Regions from separate parts of the Xenopus laevis genome. Here region 2 is linked to region 1. A link is a contact called in public Hi-C data. All regions are on one chromosome and are shown on one strand. The core of a region is the stretch at or near the end of the contact, and the rest is flanking DNA. Distances in the headings are between cores, read along the strand shown. Region 1 has its middle 31 kb from the start of efl1.L. Region 2 holds the start of mex3b.L (RNA-binding protein MEX3B-like).

Evidence for each region. Hi-C and Micro-C count contacts between places; a contact is called where the count stands out from the background.
Region 2: a Hi-C map of the XL177 cell line shows a contact between it and region 1, with 2.3 times the contacts expected there. A contact is called at or near these places in 2 of 4 Hi-C or Micro-C datasets (the XL177 cell line and the XTC cell line).

What each region holds. Positions count from the first base shown.
Region 1 is chr3L:111,622,416-111,629,802 of Xenopus_laevis_v10.1, reverse strand. No RefSeq gene overlaps it. Among protein-coding and RNA genes, the nearest start is that of efl1.L, 31 kb to the right of the region's middle.
Region 2 is chr3L:111,850,705-111,858,091 of Xenopus_laevis_v10.1, reverse strand. mex3b.L (RNA-binding protein MEX3B-like) reads right to left here and starts at 3,396. Exons shown (of 2, transcript XM_018253143.2): 1 at 2,589-3,396; 2 at 1-1,959. The coding sequence starts at 2,820. The coding sequence ends at 656.

The sequences.
Region 1 (7,387 bases), core at 3,018-5,517:
GGCAACCGGACTAATCCCTGGATCAACTTGTATTATGAGCTATCTTCCATATCCCTGTATTCCCTCACTTGCTAAACAGCCATCCAACCCCTTCTTAAAGCTATCTAATGTATCACTCTGTACCACTGAGAGAATTCCACATCTTCACAGCTCTCACTATAAAAAAAAAACCCTTTCCAAAGTCTTTCTGACATGAGCTCATTATTTTAGTTTATGTAAAAGGTGCATAAACACACTTCCTGTATGAACTTTTATTTAGACAGACATAATGGATTCCACAGATTGATAGAAAACCATAATAGTCTGTTTGTTCCCTACTCACCTTAGGCTCACAGTGTAATACAACTTGAAGTTCCTCTGCTTTCTAGAGCATCTGTGCACACTATAGAAAGCAAAGGGACTTCTAGTCCCAGAATCCATCACTTCACAATAGAAAAAGGCGCGGGAGGGGATGTATAACACCGTGAACATAACATGAGGAGGAGGAAAACATGTCCCAGCTAGTGTAGACCATGGTATCATGGTTTTCCTTTCAATCTTTGGAATCAAGTTTGTTTAAAAGTAAAAAAAAAAAAAAAAAAAGTATACTTATGAACCATTTCAGGCCCATGTATATTGCATGACTACAGATTTTACATAGTACCAAAGTTTATAATGTGTCAGTGACTTTCTAAAAAAAAACCTGAAATTAAAAATTAAACCTCAATTCAAGAGGAATAGCTAACAAGTGTATCATCTCAAAAGGGATTCGTATAACGAGATAAGTCAAGGAAAACCCCTTCAGCTATCATCAATGCTGAAATTTTACATATTAATCAAAGTCACACTGACATTTTTAAGCATTTATTTATTTATTTTTGAATATTGAGGTTCTGTAAGGATGTTTGTGAGTAAGGCAACTGTAGATAACAACATGCTAGTGTTTTAACTGTTACAATACAAAATAGCATGGCACAAATAGAAACATTTAGTTGGTTGATGGTGACATAAAAAGGTCAAAAAACAAAAAGTCTTCACGCCTCATTTCCAATCCCCAATAGCCATCTAGTGCTCCAAACGGATGGGAAATTGCCGCACTTACTTAAATGCCCCTTATTTCTAGAGCTATCACAATGGCAGTGAGTCCTGTGTAATTGTAAAGCCCAAACCAATTTTTTTTTCAGAGGAAATGGCTTATAGATGAGCGTTGGATTTTCGTTCCCTCTCCCCTTCACCTTAAACTATAGGCAACAATAAATGTTATCTTTATAAACACTTGGCTTTCCACATATTAAATGATAGCAGACTTGTCTTTAAATTCAAGTGGTTTACAGGAGATAATGGAATATAAATGAGAACAATTTAGTCTCGGAGATGGAGCGAGTAAGTGCAGAAATGTGAGTATGTTTTGCGTTTACAAAGAAATAATGTAAGAAAGGAAATGTTATCTGAAGATCTGAATAAGTACAAACCTTATAAAGATTTCGTAGAACACCACCAATAGCTCTATATCAGTAAGTAATAGTGAAAAAAAATCTTTAACATTTGCGCTTGCAAGGAATTTGTCCCATTAGCCCTAGCTAACCTACTGAAGTTAAATTGAAAGCTTCCCTACTAGAAACTGTGTATTATATGTGTAATTTTGGCAGGTCAGCCAGCACATCCATTTCCTCACCTGACTTGCTTTATTTTAGTTGTTCTTCTAGTACAGTTTGCTGAATACTGATTTGGGCTTTCCCATAACAGAAGGCATTAACTTAATGTCTAAAAGTAAATGTACACAAACCATGCTATTTTATTTTACATATATATTTGTCTAGCAAAAATAACTAGATAAATGTACACATCAATATCTTTAGATTAGCCATATTAATTTACTATGAAGGATTGGAACCCAATACCTGCAGCCAGACATCAAGGGTTGGAAAGGTCCAAGCATTGTTCAAGAGGCAAAACTGAAAACAAAACTCTAAATGATTGAGGTTGCCCAGCCTGTGCTGGCTCCTCAATTATCAATGTCTGTTGGCTGTCGGCTGTTTTGGTTCCTAATCAAATAGACTGACTTACCAATCTCTGCTCTTTTTACAATGGAAGTTACCTAGCCTGATCTACAGACAAGTTACTTTAGAGCCTCTTCAAAAGGTTAATTCTTTAGGGGGTTAAGCAATAAAAGGCACCAAGTTTGCACAGGTGCAGTAACCAATAGCAACCAATCAATTCTATAAAATATATTAGCTATATACATGTTGGTAAATTTGTAATAACAACTTAGGGGGTTAAGCAATAAAAGGCACCAAGTTTGCACAGGTGCAGTAACCAATAGCAACCAATCAATTCTATAAAATATATTAGCTATATACATGTTGGTAAATTTGTAATAACAACTTAGTATGCCCCTGGCCCACCTCTAACCCACCCAGTTCGCCCCTCCCTTACTCCTATAGTAAATCTGCAGCTGATCTATTTTTCATGTCAGGACTCTACCCTCTGGATGTCATGACTCCAACCCCTGACATCATAGCTCCACCCATTGATGTCATGGCATACCCCTTGTGGACCATCCCTGTTGATAAAATTATTCTAAAAAGGTAGCAACCCTATGTACAGGTAAGGGATCTCTTACCTGGAAACCTGGTATTTAAAAGGCTCCAAATTATGGGAAGGTCGATTTAAAGAAGAATTCAACTACAAAAAACATACCCCCCCTAACCTACATAGACCCCCCTCCCTCCTCCCGCGCCTAGCTCTCGGAAATGCCACTAACCTTTTACTTGCCCCTCTGTGCAAATTCAGGGATCTCAGTTCATGGCAGCCATCTTCCAGGTCTTCGGTAATCTGAGACTGAGACCAGCAAAGTGGTGCACATGCAGTTGGAGCAATTTCCCGGTTTGCGACAACTGTGCATGCCCCGAAATAGACGGAAATTGCTGAAGCGCCGGAAGACGACACAAAGACCCGGAACACGGCTGCCGTGAACTGTGATCATTGAATCTGCACTGAGGGGTAAGTAAAAAGTTAGGGGCAATTACCCGGGTTCGCCTCTAGGCTTGGGGAGGAGGAGGGAGGGGGGTCTAGGTAGGGTAGGGGATAGGGTTTTTTTAGTTAAGGGTTGAATTCTCCTTTTTTCAGTTTTTTAAGATTTCCTTTTAATATGTAATAATAAAACAGCACCTTGTACTTGATTGCAACTAAACTGCATGAATACATATTGGCAAAACAAAAATCTGATTGGCTTTCCAAATTATGGAAAGGCACTTTATCCGGAATACCCCAGGTCCCAAGCATTCCAGATAGATTCTATACATGTACTACATCACAAGTCAGCATCCACTATGATCAGAGCTGCAAGCAACACAAAGCAATTATGTTTTACCTGGCTTCTGCAATGGTAAAACTGAACAAAAAATCATGACAAAAACAGGTCACCTATTCTCGACAATTGAAATCAGTATTCCTCCCAGTAAGCCGGTTAGTCACATTAATATGATTTATTAAACATTCTGATCTTGTTATAATGTGACATGAGAAACCAAAGCCCAAAAGGGGATGATTTCTACTAAAGCAGGTATCAGATGTGTATGAATAAAAACCACAATGTATTTAATAAGCTTTGATATTGCCAACAGGAGGAACTTCAGGTTCACAGTATAACAAGGGATCTCTTATAATTTTTATAACAAACTGTGTTTGTATTTGATATATACACTTAGCAGCTCAGCTACTCCCATTAAATGTGCATTTCTATAATTATGTTCTCTTTAAGCTACATGTCCACGGACCACCTCTAAGAGTGGATGAAGTGATTATGAATGGAGAGTGCTGCTGCCAGTACTGCTTCTCGCCATGCCATGCAATACCAGCACAGAATTGGATGCAAATCCTAGTTATTAACATCACATTTCCACCTCTCGGGCAGACTACAGAACTTTGAGACATTTGTAGAGTAGCTAACAGAAATGCTGCATGCCTCAATAGTAATAATAGCCAGTTGGAAAAAGCTTCCAGTGTAGCTCCTGGTTAGCTGGAAAGAAATATTCATTCAATTACAGCTTAATTACAATTACAGTTTAAAACACAGATATTCATGGTATGAACCTATTAAAAACACAAAATTCCACCAATTAAGGTTAATTATTTTCAATTAATTAACCATTCTGCTGTTAGAGTGGTCTTTTGCTGTCCTAACAATAGGGTCAGGCGGATGGAAGTCAATATATCTATTACTTACAGGCTGTCAGTAGAGCTACATTCTAGAAGTCAACACAAAGCAGTGCTCAGTAGTAGATAATTATCCTACTGCTAATCCATGATGTCATGCTGTTTTCTGAGACTGGCATTAAAAGAAACACTCTGAATACTGACTAAGAGTGAAAGTATAGTGCCATCTAGTGAGAACCCTCTGGTACAGCAGGCAATTTAAAAGTCAATGTTTAACGAAGGACGAAAACTAAAAGGGACAACCATTCCCTAAATTCCCTATGCAAGTGTGTGGTTGATTTTTTTTTTTTTTTTGCATACATATGATAAGCGGTTACTGCAAAACTAGGGCAGAAGTCTTAATATTACTTTCAAATGTGTTTTAGCAGACAGGGGATAACACCAGCCTCTTCCAAGCCAAACAAACATACTTTACTTCACTCATTAACTGCCTTTCTAAAAAACCAGCACAACTTTTCTCCACCGTTAACACTCTCCTTTCCCCTTCTCCACCCCCTCCATGCACATCTGTCTCTGCTCAAGATATTGCTGAGCACTTCAAAAACAAAATTGACACTATCAGAAGGGACATTACACCACTCCCCAGTCTCTCCTGTGCTCCTTCACCCCAGTCACTGACAAGGAAGTCTCACAGCTTTTGGCCTCTTCTCACATTACCACCTGCCCGCTTGATCCAATTCCCTCAAAACTTCTCCGCAATACCAATCCTTGTCTAATCAAAGCCTTAACTCCTATTTAATGTTTCGCGCTCAACTGGACGATTTCCTTCTCAACTAAAACATGCTCTTGTCCCCCCCCCCATTCTGAAAAAACCCTCTCTTGATCCCTCCAATCTTGACAACCTCCGACCTATCTCTCTGCTACCTTTCATCATCTACTTGAACGCCTAGTCTACAACCGACTAACCTTATTCCTCTCTGACAATAATCTGCTGGACCCCCTACAATCTGGTTTTAAGCCAACAACACTCCACTGAAACTGCCCTGACTCGACTAACTAATGACCTTTTAACTGCTAAAGCCAACAATCATTTCTCACTGCTTGATCTCTCAGCTGCATTTGACACTGTAGATCACCCTCTCCTCCTCCAGTCCCTCCATTCACTTGGCCTTCGTGACATGGCCCTGTCCTGATTCTCTTCTTACATCACCAATCGTTCCTTCAGTGTCTCCTACAACAGAGTAGCATCTTCTCCCCTACCTTTTTCAGTTGGGGTTCCTCAAGGTTCTGTCCTGGGACCATTACTATTCTCCCTCTATACTTCCTCCCTCGGCAAATGAATCAACTCGTATGGTTTCCACTACCACCTCTATGCTGACGATACTCAGATTTATCTCTCATCTTCTGATCTCAATCCAGAACTCCTAACTCGCGTCTCCTCCTGCCTGTCCTCTATCTCTACCTGGATGTCGCAACGCTACCTTAAATTAAACCTCTCTAAAACTGAAATGGTTCTCTTTCCATCAACTAACACCAGTAACATCCCAGAAGTATCCATCATAGCTAACAATTACATGATTTTCTAGCAGACATAAGGTATGAAGATCCAAATTACAGAAAGATACGAAAGATTGTGTTGTTTAATTAAACTAACAAAAGGACACTTCAAAGAAGAAGACGAAGAAAAAAAAAAACACACACACACACACACACACACACACACACACACACTAGACGAAGAAATGACCAGCAACCCTGAGATATCTTGTGAAATGCTCAAAAATGTATTAGCAAAATGTGCAAATAAGTCATAACTGCGTTGAACTCTTAGCAACAAAAAAAGGCTAGTGCCAGGTTGCATTTAGCAAAATATTCGAGATTGTATGTAATGTGGTCGAGAAAAAATAAAAGAATAGTGAAAGTAACAAATTAAACAATTCAATAAAAAGAAAAGTCAAACAAGTCAGAAGTAAATTAAACCAACACTGTGAGACCAAGATACAGAAAAGAGAAAGACAAAGGCCAAGTAAAAGTATAAGGCACAGGCAGATTCAGGGAGATTAGTCACCCGTCGATAAATCGCCTCGTCTTCGGGGCAACTAATCTCCGCAAACTGCCACCCCTGCCTTCTTGCTGGCTAAAATGCCATCCCGCCGGCGATTTACATTTTAGCTGGCGGGAAAGCAGTGGAGGCAGTTCGGGGAGATTAGTCGCCCCGAAGAAGAGATCTGTCGCCGGGCGACTAATCTCCCTGAATCTGCCTATGTGCCCTGAACCTTAGATATAGAAAAACACCCATTTGAACTGTGTTACTATTTACAGTTGAGCAGCACCAGTTTTGGTTGTGTACTATTTTGATGCTAATTGATGATGCCACACACGATTCTTTCCTGCCACTGAGCGTTTAAATAGACAGTTGTACGTTTGTTTAGTTACTTTGAGAAAGGCTTGAGTGCTAGCCGAAACTTCAATCACTTTTTAATAAACACCTATTGATATTTGTGAGTGCAAACACATTCTTTCAGTATATATATATATATATATATATATATATATATATATATATATATATATATATATATATATATATATATATATATATATATATATATATATATATATATACACATACACACACACATAATAAATTAATATTTCCAGGTTATGCTCTAAACAACTGAAAAATACACAAGTCTTTTCTCAACTGCTTGGATCTTGGTGGTGATATGGAAAGTATGGTATAGACATGGTAAGAGATTTAATAAGGCTTAGCAGGTAAACAAATGATATATGATAGCACTATTAACATGAACATTGCAGGAGTGCATTGAGATGTTCCAAATGTTATAAGGTAAAAGTGGTCTTGCTCTAAGACAAGTTTTGGCCTGGTCCATATATGATGGCCCAAAGTAATATAAGAAGCTTGGGGTGGAAGTCAGTTCTAATATTCTACCTGGGATATTACTAAACTACAGCAGGGCATCTGGCCATATTTTCATACATCTGATAAAGACGACTTGACCAAATACTAAAGAGTATAGTTTCTTCTTTTCATTAGACAGGCGGTTACTTGAAAAAGGAATCTATAATACAAAGAGCTTTTGGTGAACTACACTTTCCAATATCAATTCCAGTCACCGTAAGTCAAATGTAGAGCAAATGCGTCACGACCCATTAACTCACACATTCATTTTATCACTTAGGTTACAGTTGACATAAGGTGATCCTACGCATATCAACCATGAATGCA
Region 2 (7,387 bases), core at 2,147-4,646, 230 kb before region 1:
TCTAGGATAGAGGAATTCTAGCTTGGGACCCTCCAATTGTCGTTGGAACTACAACTCCCTGAATTCCCAGACAGTATTTGGTGATTGAGATGAATGTCACATGAGGGAAACTGATGCTGGGTGCATAGCTCAATGGCAGCAGGAGGGTAACAGACTGGACATCTTTTTTGCTCATCCCATATTAACTGTCGGATAAATGCAGTAACATGAATTAGTGTATAACTAAACGTATTGCCCTCCTGCTGTTGAACTACAACCGACCATGTTCCGACAACACCCCTGGGGGCAGTGGGAGCTGTAGTTCATGAGCAGGAAGGCATCAGCTGACATAGAGTTACAGAGATGTTTACTTTGCACCTTGACTTCCCCTACCCCTTTAAGAAATAATATCATGGCATTAAGTTGCAGTATAAGGTATTAAATAGATTTAAGCAAGTTATAACCAGGGTGGCTTCGTAGTGTATGTACAGCATTGATGGACACAGAATAAGAAATAAAAACACATCTAAATATATATATATTATCTGAATATTAATATATTACAATATATTAATATATTAAAGGATCCGTGTAGATATATATATACACGTGTATGGCACCATACAAGTGGGAATGTAGCTGCTCCTTGGCCCTTTCCAAGAGATTCAGGAGGAATTTAGGAGAAGATGCGGATGGCCTGGGTGACCCCTGCATGGCACACTGGGCACTGGGGCTGGTTCTTCTCACAGATGCGGTTGGCACACTCCATGCAGAACAGGTTGTGCCCACAGGGGACCAAGGCAGCAATCACCTCACTCTCAAAGCAGATGGAACATTCACGGCTGCCCTTTCTCCTCATGCCGGATGAAGAGGAAGATGAGCTGGATGAGGAAGAGCTGCTACTGCTGCTGGAGGATGAGGAAGAGGACGAGGAGTCGCAGCCCATGTTGCTGTAGGCAGAATAGCTCAAGCCACCCCCAGGGTCACTGCGCACCCTGCGCGCTAACTGATGCTCGGACAGTCCATTGCATGTGTGCAGGGGGGGTGAGAGCCTGGGGGCAGTCGTGCAGCCCACTCCATTGAGCCGCCTCTGGCTGAGCAGGATCCCGTTGGCATTGTTATGGTAGGAGGCGCTGCTGCGTTCCAGCTGGGACCAGATAATAGCAGAAGGCGGCGGGGCAGGGGCAGGGTCAAATCCGGACTCAAAGGCCAGGTCAGTGCAGTCGGGGGAGATGGATTCGCTGCCGGTGCTGTACACATATCCATTGCCGTTATTATTGTTATTGTTAGTGTAGCTGAGTGCAGGGCTGGGTGGGCTGTAGTCGGCCAGCCTAGTGCCCCCAAAGTAAGAGTCTGTGGAGGCACTGCCCAGGGAGCTGGAGCTGTCGTTGCGATAGTTAGAGAAAGCCTTGCGACTGGCCGAGCTTTGGCTCATGCCCGGGTTTGGTTTGCTCCACAGGCTGCCAGTGCCATGCAAATCAAAGCCCACATCAGTGCCATTGGCATGAAAATCATTCTCATCCGTCACCTCAATGAGTCCGCCCGTGCGCACAGCGATATGAGCCTCAATCTCCTCTCGGGCTCGGTCCACGTTCTCCGGCATTCCGGTCACCTCGAACACAGGCTCCTTGTCCCTGCTCGGAGTGACTATGTATGTGTGGGTCTGCTGCTGGATCCGCTTAATGGTAGCACCTTTAGGTCCCACCACCAGCCCCACCACTCGGTAAGGAACCCGCACTTGGATGGTGGTCTGCCCAGGGAGATTGGGAGGGGCGGGCACCGAGCCCCCATTCAACGCCGCCGCATTCTTGTTGCGAGAGGCTCGGATCATGGAAAAGTGCTCGGCGGCTGAGATGATCTCTCTCCGGGCCATGGCCACATCTTCCTTCCTCCCAGTCACAACAAAGACTGGCTCCTCCCCGCGCACCGGGGTCTTGATGTACGTGTTGGTCTTGGCCCGCAGAGCTTTGATCTTGCAGCCTGGGAGAGAGGGAGGGGGAGACACAATGGAGCAGTGGTTAGTGTTGCTGGAGTACAGGCATAAGAAGGGCCACACCATTCATTCACACTCTGCATGGCCAACAATAGTACCATCCACATGGGCATTAGCCACTGGCACACACACACACAATAGCACTGGGGACAACAGCAGCAAGTACATCACTCACTGGCACACACACACACACACATATATACAGACACACATACACGCACACACACAAACACATAAAGACACACATACATACATATACAGACACACACATACACACACACACACATACATACAGACACACAATGGGGACAACAGCAGCAGGTACATCACTCAGTGACACACTGAAAGGCAACATTAGAGCAACACTAAAGACACAGTAGCAGTAATGCCATTGAGGCTCCATTGATCCAGCAGTCACGCTGGAAGGACAAGACAGCTAAGTTTTAAGGAAGAGACAAAGGAATGGGCAGTCCAGATGCTGCGGAAACACAAGCCTCAGTCCCCTTTCCTAGAGCTGTCCCAGGGATGCTGAGAGTTGTAGTTCGGAGCGGCCAAGGTGCTCGTTCCTTTGTCTCCCCAGGACCCCGAGCCCCAGCATTCCCCCGCAGCTGCTCACCTTGTCTGCCAACGATCTCCGCCACATGCTCCGAGCTGGGAACCGGCACACATTCCGTCATGTTGATGCTTTTCTTCCGCGGCTCGTTGTCGTACATGGCGCTCTCGTCATTGTCCAATCCCAGCAGCGAGAGCTGGTCGAGGGCAATCTGAAGGGCCCGCTGGTCATCCAGGGTCTCGCCTCCTCCTCCGCTCCCATTCCTCTCCATGTCTGCAAAGAGCGAGCTGGGCATGGTCAGGCTGCCTTCTCCCCCCACCTCCGCTCACCTCAGTGCTACGAACAGACACAAAGAGAAAGCGAGGCGGCCGGCACTAAGGAGAGAAACAGGGGAGGAATCGGCAATGATTAGAAGCTCGTGTTCCTTCCGCTACCCCTGAGTATTGGATGGTGCTGGTGAGAGTTCAGCGCAATCGAAAATGGGCTCTCCCCGGGATGAAGGCGCAGCTTCCCGACTCCTTTATGGCCAAAAAATGCCAGAGGTGGCAGCGTTTCTTTAAGGAGCCCCTCCCCGGCTCACTCAGCGTTTTCCTCCCCTCCTGTCTGAGCCACTGCAGCCAGACGGCACTAGAGGAGGGAATAAGAGGGCCGTGACGTCACGAGCAAGGCTTGACAGTACAAAGGGACTGACACTGAGCTCTGTTGCCTCTATTGGCCAAACGGCATTAAATGGGCGGAGTTACAACGTCTGGAACGCCCCTCTTCCCTCCCCGTCAGTAGGGAAAGGAATACAAAAATCTTCCTTTCTTTGTTGTCTCATGCAGAACAATAGAAACTTGATCTAGCGGAGCGTGGTCTGATGCTGAGGGGGTGTTCTTTGTCCCCAACCTTGTGTCCCTTTATGGGAGCGGGCACCTCAAATCCCTGTCAAATGATGGAATGTGCCGGCCCCAATCTGACATTCCTATTGGCCGCCGAGCCCAAGTACTTTCTCAGCTGCTTGCGGAGCCGCACACCTTAAGCATGCGCTTCTCTTTGTCTGCTGAGGGCTCGCGTGCTCTCAGCCATCTGCGCTGCATAAACGTAAACACAGCAAAAAGTGCGTGCCGCCGACTCACAACAACAAGCCGCAATGACTAGTGAAGTCGCTCTCTTGCAACTGCTGCAGTTATACAGGCACATGAGTGACATATAGGCAAACTAGAACCAGGCTACTTTCTCCTCGCCTGCCCGTTGTAAAACTACAGGCAGGATGCTGGGAAGTGTAGTTGTGTAGATGTCCCCTTGTGTAATGCTGGAATTAGCGCTGGGCTGTGTTTTCCCATGCTCCTCCATGCGTGTCACTGAAAAGTTACCTTCTATATATACATAGAAAACACTAAACATGGATCCCTCATAACAATAACAACAACCCGAGCTATTCGTCAGGCTTTATTGAGCTACAGGAAACTACAATTCCCAGCATCCCCACCTTAGGAACACCGAGCTCTGTTACTAAACAAAGGAGACTCAGCAATTCGTTTTCTCCCAAATATTCACCTCAAGAACAGGAATTCTAGTTTCTGGAGCACAACGCACCGGCCCCAAGAGGAATTGATTTTATTATCAGTGATTCAATAAACTTTGGTTCCATTGTTACCGGTGTCTAAAGTTCCACACACGACGCTTTACTTATTTACTGGCGCGGTTTCCCGCCTCTGCCACTTTATTATTATTATCACTACAGTGGGGTCTCTGGGCGCAGGCAATCGTGTAAAGTGAGGGCAATGGGCTCCATGTTGGACCCTTCCATAACGAGGGGGATATGCCCAGACATGTGAGGATCCCAGTGAGGCGCTCTTTGTTCTGCAGCCCTCGGTATTATATGAGCAGAAAGGAGACTCTTGCATTCCCGCTGCCCCGATTCTCTCAGAGTCAGTCCCGCCACACCCTGTCCATAGAACACGTTCCCCCTGAATATGAATGAATGTTTTTGTTGCCAGTCTGCTATGCAAATAGATGCACCATTTTGCAGGTACTTGTCCACTCTTTGGGTGTTTATTACAGGGACTCGCCATTTCCTCCGGATGTTTAGATCACGGGCAGGAGAATGAAGGGTTGCCTGGTGACCTGTTGCCCCCTGTTAATTGCTGCAAGGCTACAATCATGGCAAACAAAGGACTTTGTCTCTACTCATCTCATGTCCTTTGTTTATTACTGTGCCTTGTCATAATCCCACACTACTTTATACTGATACAAATCATTTTACCTTGGTTTTTCCCCAGTACTAGAAGGCCCTGACACACAGCTAAAATGTTAAAAAATTGAAATTGGCCTCAGTAATCTGAGTAGATGTGATGCCCCTGAAGGAGACATGTTGTGCTGTGAGCTGCTTGAGCCAATGTGAAGGTTGCAGGTGGAGCAGCACTTGATAGTGGAGGTGATGCACTTGCTATTGCTTTGTGTGCGTATCACCAGTGTGTGGCAGACAACAATAGACACCGTTATGTCTGCAGCACAACCAACTCCCGCCACTCTCAGCCTTCCCAATAACAAGTTGCAAGTCAGCAACAACTGGAGGGGCCATACACTCACCGTCCCCACTACTTTTAGAAATATGCTGTTCATTTGATTTCCGTAGTTAAAACAACATGTGGTAACCTGTTAGCTGATGAGCCAGGAGCATTTATTATTGTTAAGGCTAAACAGATGGCTTCCCAACACCATCAAATGAGGTTTCACAGCCAGAACATTACTGTGTGATGTCATAAACCACAAGAGTTCAGGTGGAGCTGGCGCAGTTAAGGGACCGTCTCTGAATCCCCAAACAAAGAGCACGGCCAAGCACCTGCCAATAATTTATTATATACAATACATACAGTATTCTAATGCTAAATGTCCTTCTGCTTGTAAATCCTACAGCCCCAATGTTATTGCTTGTGCTTAAATAAGTTCATTCCCAGTGCAGAATTGTGCATTTTGAGTCTGAAAGCACTGTTTCCCCCAGTGGCTCTGGCAACACATGTACAGTACATTAGCAGTGCTCAGGCCACTAGCAAATATCCACTTCTGTAATGGAAAAATATATTCACTGTGATAACAGTGTGGGAATGACTTACAGGCAAAGGGACTTTGAGGCCTATTTATTAAACCTCGTTTTTTTTTTCTGGTAGAGTTTTTAAAGGGGAAAACTAGCATTTCTAGCATTATAGCCAAAAGCTGCTAAAAAATCTAAAAAAAAACCTGTCAAAGTCATGTAAAAAGTCAATTGCAGATGTCTTGTGCCTTTTACAATTTGAAGAGGTTGTGATTTGTACTGGGTTTCGTGTGATAATCCGAAAAATTCGGGGGTTTCGTATGGCAACTGGGAAAAAATTGAGCCATTCAGACTTCTAATCATACTATTTCAATTTTCGTTTGATTCTATCAAGATATTTCGTGAGCCAACTTTTTCAAGCTTATTATTTGATGAATGACTTAAATTTGTGGATGGGAGTTAGGTCAACTTTGTTTTAATAATAATAAAAAAAAAAGTTTTAGTAAATTCCCCCCACATTGTGTTACTGATTGTGTATTTTGACAAGCATTTTGTATACAAACTCTTTCACGAAAATTGAAATATCCTAAATATGAAACTACCCTTTCAAATACCTTAAATATAAAACCAACTTTTAAACTTTTGGGGGTAGATTTATCAAAGAGTGAAATTAGAGATCTCCACAGTCCGCAGAGTGAAATACCGCTTCTCTCCATTCATTTCTATGGGGTTTTTAAAGGCGTATTTATCAGATGGTGAACTTTCACTATCTCCCTTTCATAAATACGCCTTTGAAAATACCATAGAAATGAATGATAAATCTACCCCCTGGTGTCTGCTAGTCACCCGCTAGTTACAGCCACCCTTATCTGCACATGGGCAGACATCTCAGACACGTCGACTCACATACATGTTTTGACTCACCCTTTTTTGTTCCCCTGACCTGGTTACCTAGAGTAGCTTATAATTAAGTGCCCCGGAAAAGCACAAAAAGTGAAAGGTTTTTTTGCATATGTAAATAATGAATCATTTTTGCAGCAATCCTTTGACTGAGCTCCAGTCTTGTGCCAGCCCAACTCTGTTCTACAGTAGTGATATGCGGATCAGGCCAAAACCCACAGGACCCAAAAGTCAGGCATGTTTGGGCTGACCAATTTACCCCAGAGCTAGATAGGCGGCCCTATTCAGCTCCAGCCCAGCCTGTCTCTAATCTTTTCACATTGTTCAGCCCCACTAATGACATTGCAGTGTTTACTTATTACTCACACTCGCCCTGTTCCAACCCCTCCAGTGACATCAATGATGGGTCAGGTGAAGGGATATAAATTTGAGCAACACAACGGGCCGCATCGGTCTCGGGTTGAATTTGGACAAGATAGGGTGCACACCGGAAAACCTTTTGGAGCAGGCAATCAATGAAGGCAAACTTCCACCAGGCAATTAGTTCAAAGTGAAGAAAGTTTATTGTGTCCACAGCCTGATGGTGCACCAAATCTCTGCAGTTATTTTTTAATTTTTATAATAACTTTTTGGGTAACTTTTTTAATCCCTTGTGATGCCCTTTATAAAAATGCTATGTTATGAGTTTCTGACATAAATCTTGTAGGGTTTGTTTGGTTTTATTTTCTAATCCATAGCAAATGACAACACCAATAAACATTTTATTTGAATTATCAATAAAGTGTGTTAATAACACAATTATTACAAACTTATTAATGTTTCCTCAAATTAATTATGGTTAAATTATATACAGTATATATATATATATTTTTTTTTTTTTTTAATTTCAATAAATGTAATAAAAGTATATGGATTAAAACAAACAAAAACTGTACACTTGTATTGC